3 separate regions of the Oryctolagus cuniculus genome follow, and regions 1 and 3 are each linked to region 2. Evidence: chromatin contacts called from public Micro-C data. All regions are on one chromosome and are shown on one strand. Each heading gives the region's core, a stretch centred on a gene start, on an enhancer-like site or on the middle of the called end of the contact. The rest is flanking DNA. Distances are from core to core; before and after follow the strand shown. Region 1 holds the start of HGSNAT (heparan-alpha-glucosaminide N-acetyltransferase). Region 2 holds the start of THAP1 (THAP domain containing 1). Region 3 holds the start of FNTA (farnesyltransferase, CAAX box, subunit alpha).

The links. Hi-C and Micro-C count contacts between places; a contact is called where the count stands out from the background.
Region 1: a contact with region 2 is called in a Micro-C map of ear pinna, with 6 times the contacts expected there. The contact joins the promoter of HGSNAT here to the promoter of THAP1 in region 2. A contact is called at or near these places in 2 of 6 Hi-C or Micro-C datasets (ear pinna and an unstated tissue).
Region 3: a Micro-C map of ear pinna shows a contact between it and region 2, with 8 times the contacts expected there. The contact joins the promoter of FNTA here to the promoter of THAP1 in region 2. A contact is called at or near these places in 2 of 6 Hi-C or Micro-C datasets (ear pinna and psoas muscle).

The regions. Positions count from the first base shown.
Region 1 is chr2:93,168,680-93,172,161 of mOryCun1.1, forward strand. It overlaps HGSNAT (heparan-alpha-glucosaminide N-acetyltransferase), which reads left to right and starts at 1,637. Exons shown (of 18, transcript XM_051832323.2): 1 at 1,637-1,883. The coding sequence starts at 1,652.
Region 2 is chr2:92,920,830-92,924,121 of mOryCun1.1, forward strand. It overlaps THAP1 (THAP domain containing 1), which reads right to left and starts at 1,802. Exons shown (of 3, transcript XM_017350347.3): 1 at 1,456-1,802. The coding sequence starts at 1,526.
Region 3 is chr2:93,102,370-93,105,391 of mOryCun1.1, forward strand. It overlaps FNTA (farnesyltransferase, CAAX box, subunit alpha), which reads left to right and starts at 1,252. Exons shown (of 9, transcript XM_008273904.4): 1 at 1,252-1,520. The coding sequence starts at 1,318. LOC138848527 (a long non-coding RNA gene) reads right to left here and starts at 1,105. Exons shown (of 2, transcript XR_011386394.1): 1 at 645-1,105.

The sequences.
Region 1 (3,482 bases), core at 387-2,886, 250 kb after region 2:
GGCTGAAAGAGCTGGCTCCTAAGAGAGAGGAGAGAAGGGCACATTCATCCAGTGACCCTGTGGCTCGAGCTAGGGCTGGGCAAGAGTGGACTAGCAGTGGCTGTGAGACAGCAGGGGGCTAGTTGGTGATGGCCTTGCCACAGTGTCCCCTTCCCCCTGGGGAATTTGAACAAACAGTTTGTGACTTAACTTTCCTGAAAGTTACTCTCCGCACTTACACTCATCAGGAGCTCCACACTCCCCCTTAGCAAGAAGCGTGTGCTCACCTCTGTCATCTGTTCACCTCCCGTCACCTCCTTCGCAGAACTGTGTGCCAGTCACACTGGCTTTCTTTCAGTGACTTCCTTGAGCTGAGCTCTCCTGCTGGGAACACTCTTTCTCCCGTTTTTGCTTCTGACATGCTACTTACTGTCTTGTGCCTACCATTGCACTCATCACACAAAAATAAAAATGATGCAGGGCGCACCCATATATCTGCTCATCCATCCATTTGAGCAATGAACTCCACTTAACCCGTGAGATCAGTGCTTTGAACATGGACTTCCTGCCTCTCCAGCCATCTCTTTGAACATGGACTTCCTGCCTCTCCAGCCATCTCTTGAATCTGGGGTGTGTCTCTGTATGTCGTGTTCCTGAGCAACACGGAGGTTTGCTGAGCTTCACCCTTGTATATAGGCTTTTTTTTTTTTTTTTTTTTTTTGACAGGCAGAGTGGACAGTGAGAGAGAGACAGAGAGAAAAGCCTTCCTATGGCCGCCGTGGCCGGCGCACCGCGCTGATCCAAAGGCAGGAGCCAGGTGCTTCTCCTGGTTTCCCATGGGGTGCAGGGCCCAAGCACCTGGGCCATCCTCCACTGCACTCCCGGGGCCACAGGCAGAGCTGGCCTGGAAGAGGGGCAACCGGGACAGAATCCGGCGCCCCGACCAGGGCTAGAACCTGGTGTGCCGGCACCGCAAGGCGGAGGATTAGTCTTGAGCCACGGCGCCGGCTCACCCTTGTGTGTGTCTTACAGGGGTGTTCTGCATCATCGCTTTTCTCCCTCAGCCCTGGCACCTGAAGCTCCAGGTCGTTCCTGCTCCCCTGTCAGAAGTCACGACTTGCCCATTTTCCCACGGACGGCCAGTCAGGTCGCTGGACAGGGTTTGCAGTTACACAGGACCTTGCTGCCAGAGTTCCTGTTCAGTGTAACACACATGCTAGTCTCTGCAGCTACACAGCCGGGAGTGCACCGGCGTGACGGGCTTTCTGCAATGCACAGGTGGCTTTGAAGGTGTGTGTCGTCTTCTCCATGGTAGATGCCTTGGGGCGGAGACCTGCGGTCTGGCTAAACTTGGCATTTTCCAGAAGGGGCTCCAACACGCGAGAGCTAGGCACAGTGTTGCTGGAGAAGCGGCAGGGGACTGGGGCGCCCCGGCTCCAGGCGTGCAGGAGCGCTCTCTACCGGATGGCTCCCTCTCCGAGGGCGCAGACACTGAGCCAAAGACAGAAAACCCGGCCTCCTAGGCGCTTCCCTCAGGGCAGGCCCCGCAGCGGCCAGGCCCGGCCCCTGGGACCCTCCCACCCACCGGCACCGCCCTCGGAGCCTTGGCGCCCAGCTCCGCCGCGGCCGACTCGGGCGTGGGCGGTGACGGCAGCCGAGGTGGGGGCAGGCGATGACGCGCGCGCGGCCGAGCGTGGCCACGGAGCAGCGCGGGGCCGAGCAGCGCGGCGCCCGAGGCGCGGCGGGCCAGGCGTCACCCCGGCAGGCGCGGCGGCCCGAGGCGGCAGTGGCCGGCATGCCGGGAGCGCCGGGCGCGGGCTGGGCGCTGGTCGCGCTGCTGCTGGCCGCGTCGGTGCTGAGCGCCGCGCTGCTGGCCCCTGGCGGCTCCCCGGCGCCGCCGCAAGGTGAGTGCGCGCCGCCACCGCGCTCCTGGCCGGCGGGGCGGGGCGCGCCGTGCTTCCCCAGCTCGCCGCTCGGCCTCTTGCAGCTGGGGCTGTCGGGTTGCCGAGGACGCTGCTTTGTGCTGCAGGCGCGCTGGGCGGCGGCCGCGGCCTGGAGAGGGGTTGGTGCGGTGCGGGGCTTCGGCCCCAGCCTCCAGACGGCGCCCACCCGGACGGGCGAGCTCCCGAGAGCTGTGGCGCAGGAGCGGGCCGGAGCGCGCGGGTCTTGCTGCGTCCCCTGGCGGCCTGTCCTCAGATGGAGGCTTGTTACCCAACGCACGCGAGGCGCAGTGGGAGCCTGCCTGGTGGACAACCGGACTGCGCCCACGCTCGCCCCTCAGCCGGCGCGCTGGCCGGTGCAACTTCCACACGGCCCCCTCCTTTCCCCAGGCTGGAAAAGCACGATCCCGGTCCCGGGGTGGGCATCGGCCGGAGTCCGGCCTCTGGCGACAGCGGCCTCCCCGCCCGCTCGGGCCGGCGCCCCGGGCTCTGACGAGAAGCCGCAGCCCGGGGCTGGATTAGGGGACCTCGGGGGCACTCGCGGCGTGGCCGCCCGCGGCGTTTTTGCCCTCGCGTGCACTCAGGCGACGCGGGACAGAAGGGCGTCCCCCAGCTGGCGTGCTGTCCGAACTCGCTGGGGGAAACGGGAGGCTATACGAGGGGACGTGGAATTCCAGCGCCTCCCTTCAGGCCGAGGAAGGCGGCTACCCAGGCCCTAGCGTTTGTCCGGGTGCCGTCGGAGGTCAGACAGTGTTTGGGTCCCCTGGGGAGGTGGTCGTCATCTGCCCCTCTTTCCCGTCTCCTTTTCTGTATCAGAATGTGGGGCTTCTAGTATCTGAAATTCCGAGTCTTGCAGAAGACATGATGAGTTTTGAGACAGCATTTCAGCTGGCTACTTGCAGTGGACACAGCCTCGGAGGGTTACATAACCTGTCCAGGCACAACTTGTCAGGGACAGATCTGGGCCGGTGCTTTTTGTTTGTATTCTAACACCAGTTGATGACGGTAGTCATTTTAGGAAAAGGGTGATTTGTTAATGGTGATTCTATGTGGGGAGGGAGAAAATTAGTGTTTCCTCAGCTTTCCATCCCGAGCAGGACAACCATGCTTTCTGGCCCACCTGGAGCCCAGGTGGCCTGGTCAAAGTCCCTCTAAGAGCTTTCTCTTGGTATGGTTTGAGGACTCAATTTTTATTTGTAGTAAACATTAGGTAGAATCTATTTTGAAGAATATGCCTCCTAAAAACTCAGGAAACAAAAGCAGAAATAGCATCACATTGTGCTAAAATGCTCTGCATAGCTAAGGAGCAATCAAGAGGGTGGACGGATGATTACAGAATGGGAGAAAATGTTTGCAAAGTATGCATGTGAGGAGGGGTTAAGAATCAGGACATATAAGGAACTCAACTCCATAGCACACAAACATGTAATCTAAAAAAAAAAAAAAAAAAAAAAAAAAAAGACGAGCTCTGAGTAGACGTTTTTCAAAGGAGGACAAATGGCAAATGGCCAGCTCCTTTCCCCCAACATCACTAATCCACAGGATGAAGACCACGATGAAATA
Region 2 (3,292 bases), core at 552-3,051:
ACTTAACATTTTGCTTGGTAATTATTCATCTATGAGTAATTCATATAATTTACCACTGGATCCATGGGTAATGACATTTGTAAACAATCAGGCTGAATGAAAATGCCATTGTATCTCCTTTTGCTGAGCATCTGGTATCCTTAGGTAATCCAATGCTGCAGTTTTGTGTGTTTTTTTGTTTTTTATAGATTTATTTGTTTATTTGAAAGAGTTACATAGAAAGAGGAAGCAGAGGCGCAGAGAGAGAGAGAGAGAGAGAGAGAGTGTGTGTGTGTGTGTGTGTGTCTTCCAACCGTTGGTTCACTCCCCAGTTGGCTGCAACGACCGGAGCTGCAGTGGAAGCCAGGAGCCAGGAGCTTCCTCCAGGTCTCCCACGTGGGTGCAGGGGCCCAAGCACTTGGGCCATCTCCCACTGCTTTCCCAGGCCATGGCAGAGAGCTGGACTGGAAGCGGAGCCCATATGGGATGCCGGCACTGCAGGCAGCGGCTTTACGCCACAACCCAACCTCTCAGCTTTTTATTTTCAAAAGTCTATTTCCCCTACCCCCAGCTGTAGCAGTGGAGCCACAGGACCAGCGGGGTAAAACAGCCCTGAGTTTATGGCCTCCACCATACTAGGAGCTCAGGGAGAGCAGGTCTTCTCTCGGCACACCCACAAGCTGTCTCAATCTTTGGGATCCTTAAGGTTGGGGCGTAGGTTTGCGAGAAAAAACACCTCCCTGATATCCTGGCCAAAATAAACTCTGAATTTCTCCCTTCCTAAAAGAGCAGCTTCTCCCGGCTGCTCCACTTCCCACCCAGCTGCCTGCCGGTGCACCCAGGAAGGCAGCCCAGGATGGCCCAGGTCCTTGGGCCCCTGCCACTCACATGGGTGACCGTGGGGAGCTCCTGGCTTTGGCAGCCATTTGGGGAGTGAACGAGGGAATGAGGGACCTCTCCCTCCCTCTCCGTGGCTTTCAAATAAACAAATCTTTATATATATATGTGTGTATATATGTATATATAGATATTATATATATATGTATATATGTATATATAGATATTATATACATATATACATATATATACATATATACATATCTATATGTATATATAGATATTATATACATATATACATATATATATACACACACACACCTATACATACATACAGAACAGGGTTGGGGGAGGGCACGGGGAAGGCCTTCGCTCCTATCCCATTCAGCCTTCGGCGGCCGCCACCATCCGCCCTCCGCAGGCGCGGAACTCGCTAAGCCCACGTCCGGACGCGCGAGGAACCGCCGCTCGGCCGGGAACGCCCCCGGCTCCCGGCCCGAGACCCCCGCCCCGCCCTCGCCCCCGCCCCTCTCGTGAGGTCTCGCGCGGACACGCGCCCGGCTCCGCCCCGCGCCCAACCGGCCGCGCGCCCCCCACCCCGGCTGGGGCCGGCCCCGCGATGCGCGCAGGGGGACTTACTTGTGGAAAGACACGGGCTTGTCCTTGTCGTACCGGTTCTTGCAGCCGTAAGCGGAACACGACTGCACCATCCTTCCGGTCTCTGTCCCTTCACTTCTGCCGCCCCTGAAGGCAGGCGGAGCTGCTCCCGATGTCGCAGCTCTCGGTGTGGACGCCTTCTCCTCCTGTAGCTTTGGTCAACGGTTACAGAGAAGACGGTTTCACTCGGGGAGGGGTGGTGGTGACTACCGCGCCCGTTGTGGAGTTTGCATTAGCAGAAGGGCCACAGCCATCGCCCCTCTCCCATCTCCAAGATGGCGGAGGCAGCTTCAAACTCACCTCTCGCGAGGAGTTCTTCCACCGTCTCCGAGTAGCCTCTGAGGTCAGAGGTAACGTTTTTCTAGGAAGCAGGCCATTGGCTGAGGCCGAGCGTTTCCTGCGTCGTGGGGCGGGGCGGTGGCTAGGCGTTGCGGAAGGAGGCGGGGCTTCAGAACTTGGGTCTAGGCCGGGACTGCTAGGGGAAGGCGAAGCTCCCAGGGCCAGCCCTGCGCCGCGGGTGGTGCTCCCCGGAGTTCTGTACCCCGAGTTTTCCCCGGGCAGCCTTGAGTGGGAAACATACAGCGTGTGGGGTCAGCTGTCAAGCTGAGCCAGCCCGCTCTCCCAGGTCGCCGATTGGATTCCGGTGACATCTCAGCTGCCGAGACGGTAGCGCGCAGTGTCCCACCGCACAGAGGCGTTGCCTCTTTATCCCCTGCCCCCTGCAGATCCGGCGAGCGGACTGCTGATTGCATGGTTCGGACGCTCTGCTTTTTTCTGCCCCCTGAAACGTGGGCGTTTCCGGAACTCTAGACAGCTTGCTAGTGATTCCCAGGTCGTCTGTTAACTGCCTGCATCTGTCCTGCTTCCCGTATTACCTGCGAGTCGTTTGTCCCACGGCTGTCTATACCAGAGTCGTCTTCAAACGCCTTGATGACACCACGTTAATTTTATAGAATCCGTACACGCCTCTTAAGTCCATTCCTTTTTCATCTTTAACTCCTGTTCTTTTGAGTCCTTTATTTTTAAAGTATTTTGTTTGAGAGGGAGATAAGTGATCTTTCATCTGCTGGTTCACTTCCGAGAAGCCAGGAGCTTCTTCCGGGTCTCTCTCGTGGGTGCAGGGACCCAAGGACTTGGGCCATCCTCCACTGCTTTCCAGGCCACAGCAGAGAGCGGGATCGGAAATGGAGCAGCCGGGACTCGAACCGGCGGCCATATGGGATGCCGGCACTGCAGTGGCGGCTTTGCCCACTGTGCCGCAGCGTCGGCTCTTAGCTCCTGTTCTTGATCAGACCCTCACCGTGGGTGCAACCCCCTGACTTTGCCATCTGCAGTCCTCATGGAAGCCGACACTCCCCTGTGCTTCATCAGTTTATTCGTGTTTTGAACAAAATCCCGATGTCTTAAGGTCAGCCACAAAGCCCTCTAGGACCAGGCGCCTCTGCTTTTCCAGCGTCTCCTGCTTAAGCTCTGCTGCAGCTGTAGGTCTTTAATAGGCAGGCTCTCCGGTGCCTCCCACAAGAAGCCTGTTTTCCTGGGCTTCGCGTGCTCCTGACCTCCTCAACCGAGGCAACTCTCTTGTTCCAGTGAAGCCTTGCACTCGTTTCTGTGAACAGTCTTGAACCGCTCCGCAGTGTCCGGTACATAATCTGCCGTCCTCCTCAGCGCTGAGACGCTGCTGACGGGGATTGTGTCTCATCTCACACAGTAACCACAGCGGCTTGCAGTATCTGACACAAGTTAAGGGTTGTTTTTTTAAGACGTATTATTTATTTGTAAGGCAGAGTTAGAGAGAGCGAGCATCCATGCGGCTGGTTCA
Region 3 (3,022 bases), core at 2-2,501, 180 kb after region 2:
CTGAATACATCCCAGTATTCAAATCCCAAAGTCAAGGGTTGGTGATGCCGGTAGGACGGTAAGATCTGACAGTAGTTCCTGTGAGAGAGTTGATTACAAAAGCAAGTTGGATCCATGCCTTCTCTGCAGAAGCACATGTTTTGCCATTGCCACCCTCTGACTTTAACCAGAAAGCCAAAGGGCCAACCGTGACCCTTCAAGGCCCTCCTGCAAAAGAAACTTAGGTTAGATATATCATTATGGTTATGCAAATGTGCCTAACACAACATTCTTAGGCTTAAAAGAAATTCTTTATTTGAAAGGTAGGACGACAGAGAGATCTTCCTTCCATTTGCTGGTCCACTTTCCACATGGCTACAAAAGCTAGGGCTGGTCCAGACCAAAGCCAGGAGCTCCATCAGGGTCCCCCACATGGGTGGCAGGAGCCCAAGCACTTGGGGCATCTTCTGCTGTTTCTCCCAGGTCATTAGCAGGGAGCTGCATCCTAAACGGAGCAGCCGGGACCCGGGCTCGAACCAGTGACCATATGGGATGGCCGGCTCCAAAGCCCAAATTCAGACTGCGGTTCCTGGCCAATCCCTTTGCTTCATTACGGGGCTTGGATCACATCCTCCCCACTGAAGCACGTGTGCTGCCCACCCTACCTTCATCTCCGCAGTCCAGGAGCACCAGCCTTTTTTTGCCCTCCACCGGCTTCATCTTTCTGGCCTTTCCTGCCGGCTATTCTCGCCCATAACCTGCTTCACAGAACGGGGAACCCCCGGAGATGTGTGCAGCGAATGCCTGTGTCCTGCAACGCACAGAAAAGCGCTTCCTAACGCCTTCGCCTATTCCTTGTCAGCTCCGAAAGACCAAATCCCTGGATTATCGAAATCCCTCTTGATAAACTCAGCTTTCAAAAGAATGTGTGCAGTGAAGAAAATGGCGCGCTGGAGGCCAGCTCTTTCCTGAGAGTAAGGGCTGGCGGGCGAGCCGTGGCCAGCCGCCCTCGGCCTCGCGACGGCTTCCAACGCTCGGTCAGAGGCCCGGTCGCCACGTCCCCGACAGGGGGCGGCTGACAGCACCAGCACATTCTGGAGAGACACGTGCGCGCTTCCTCGTGGCGAAGCTGGAGACCCTCGAGAGAGCAAGGCTGGACATCGTGTCCCTGACCCCCAACCCCAGCCGCCCACGGCTCCTCCCAGGATCCCGGCGCCACCCAGGCGCCCGCCCAGGCGCTCTGGCCCGCGTCTCTATGGCAGGAAGCGAGAAACCGGAAGCGGGCCGCGGGGGCAAGGGGCGGGGCCTCGCCTCCACCTCCGCAGCGGACGAGGCGAGATGGCGGCCACCGAAGGGGTCGGGGAGGCAGCGGCAGGCGGCGAGGCGGGTCAGCCGGAGCAGCCGCCGCCCCAGCCGCACCCACCGCCAGCCCAGCTGCAGCAGCAGGGTGAAGAGATGGCGGCCGAGGCCGGAGAAGCGGTGCCGTCCCCTATGGACGACGGGTTTCTGAGCCTGGACTCGCCCACCTACGTCCTGTACAGGTAACGCCCCGGGAGGGCGTGGGGCGGAGGAGTCGAGTCCGCGGGGAGCCGGCTTGGCGCGGGCTGGTCCGCAGGTGGCTCCTTCAGCTGCCGCGGCGTCAGTCAGGGTTCGGGGAGTGGAGGTGTTTCCCGCGCTCTCCCGTGGGCCCCGCTCGCCATGGCGGTGCAGGCGGGACTGAAGCGGGGAGCGCCAGCGTAAGGTCTTTACGGGCTGAGCCGTGTCCCTGTAACCGGGGTTTCAGAGCCTGGCAGCGCCGGCTAGGCTGCAGGGGCTGAAAGGGACGCCTTGCTGTGAACCCAGCGCGGCGAAGCGATGTGTAAGCGCTGCTGCCGGTCTTTGCTGGCACACCTGCACGCAGCCCCGTGCCCACGTGTTCCTTGCTTGGAGTAGCGACGCCGGTTGCCTGTTCCCAGGCGGACCTGCCGACGCGAAGGCGTCCTGCATCTCACTTCCCTCCGTAGTCCTCCGTAAACCCGGTAGATGGCTCACCTGCCTGGATTTGCTGCCTGAGTGAAAGCTGGTGTTTCACAGAGGCTCCTCCCCTCCGGACCTTCTCGCTGGGTTGTGGAAGTGCCCAGGTTCTCAGCACGACTGAGCCTGCTCTGCCAGTCACAGCCTCGCCGTCCCAGGGCCTCTGCCCTAGGCTCTAGGTGTCACGCGCAGGTAGCTGTGTCCTTTGCATCTCCTCCTTCGTGGACACGGTGTCTGGACCGCCTGGAGTCTCTGCCGCCAACGGCTGATCGACGTAGGGAAACACTGAGTGGGTGACAAGAAGACCAGGGGAAGCGTGGCTGAACCTGCTTTGGTCCCGTTGTGAACAGTTCACGTGGAAATTTGTGTCAGCATGTATTGTCACTGTAGTGTCATTTTTACCATTGAGAATGAGTAGTAGTCATGGCTCCTGAGGGGCTGTGCACGCTTTAAACACTTAACATCTGTTACCTCAGCGAACATCTAAAAACAGTCTTCCAACCGTGGTTGGTAAGGTTATCATCCCTGTTTATAAACAAAGTAACTGGGCCCAGAAAAATCAAGTAACTTGCCCTAGGACACTCAGCTGTCGAGTGGTAGAGTGAGTACTCCGGTTTAGGCAGTTGTCAGATTCCAGAACCGGCTCTCTTAGTCACCACCTGGGCCACTTCTCTGGTATACAGCAAACGAATAGCTTTTAATTTTTTTAAAACGTCAGTTCTTAGTGAGTTGTTACTCAGATTTGTAAAAAATGCTGAGTCCAGTCTTTGCCAGTCAGGCAATTAGATCAGTTGTGTGCCTATAGCAAGATATAGTTCTTCCAGTTTTAAAACTAAATTTGAGAGGCCAGCGCCGTGGCTGGCGGAGCAGGTAAAGCCACCACTTGCAGTGCCGAATGGCATTTGGGCCCTGGTTCTAGTCCCGGCAGTCCACTTCTGATCCAGCTCTCTGCTGTGGCCTGGGAAAGCAGTGAAAGATGGCCCAAGGGCTTGGACCCCTGCACCCTCATGGGAGACCCAGAACATCATCC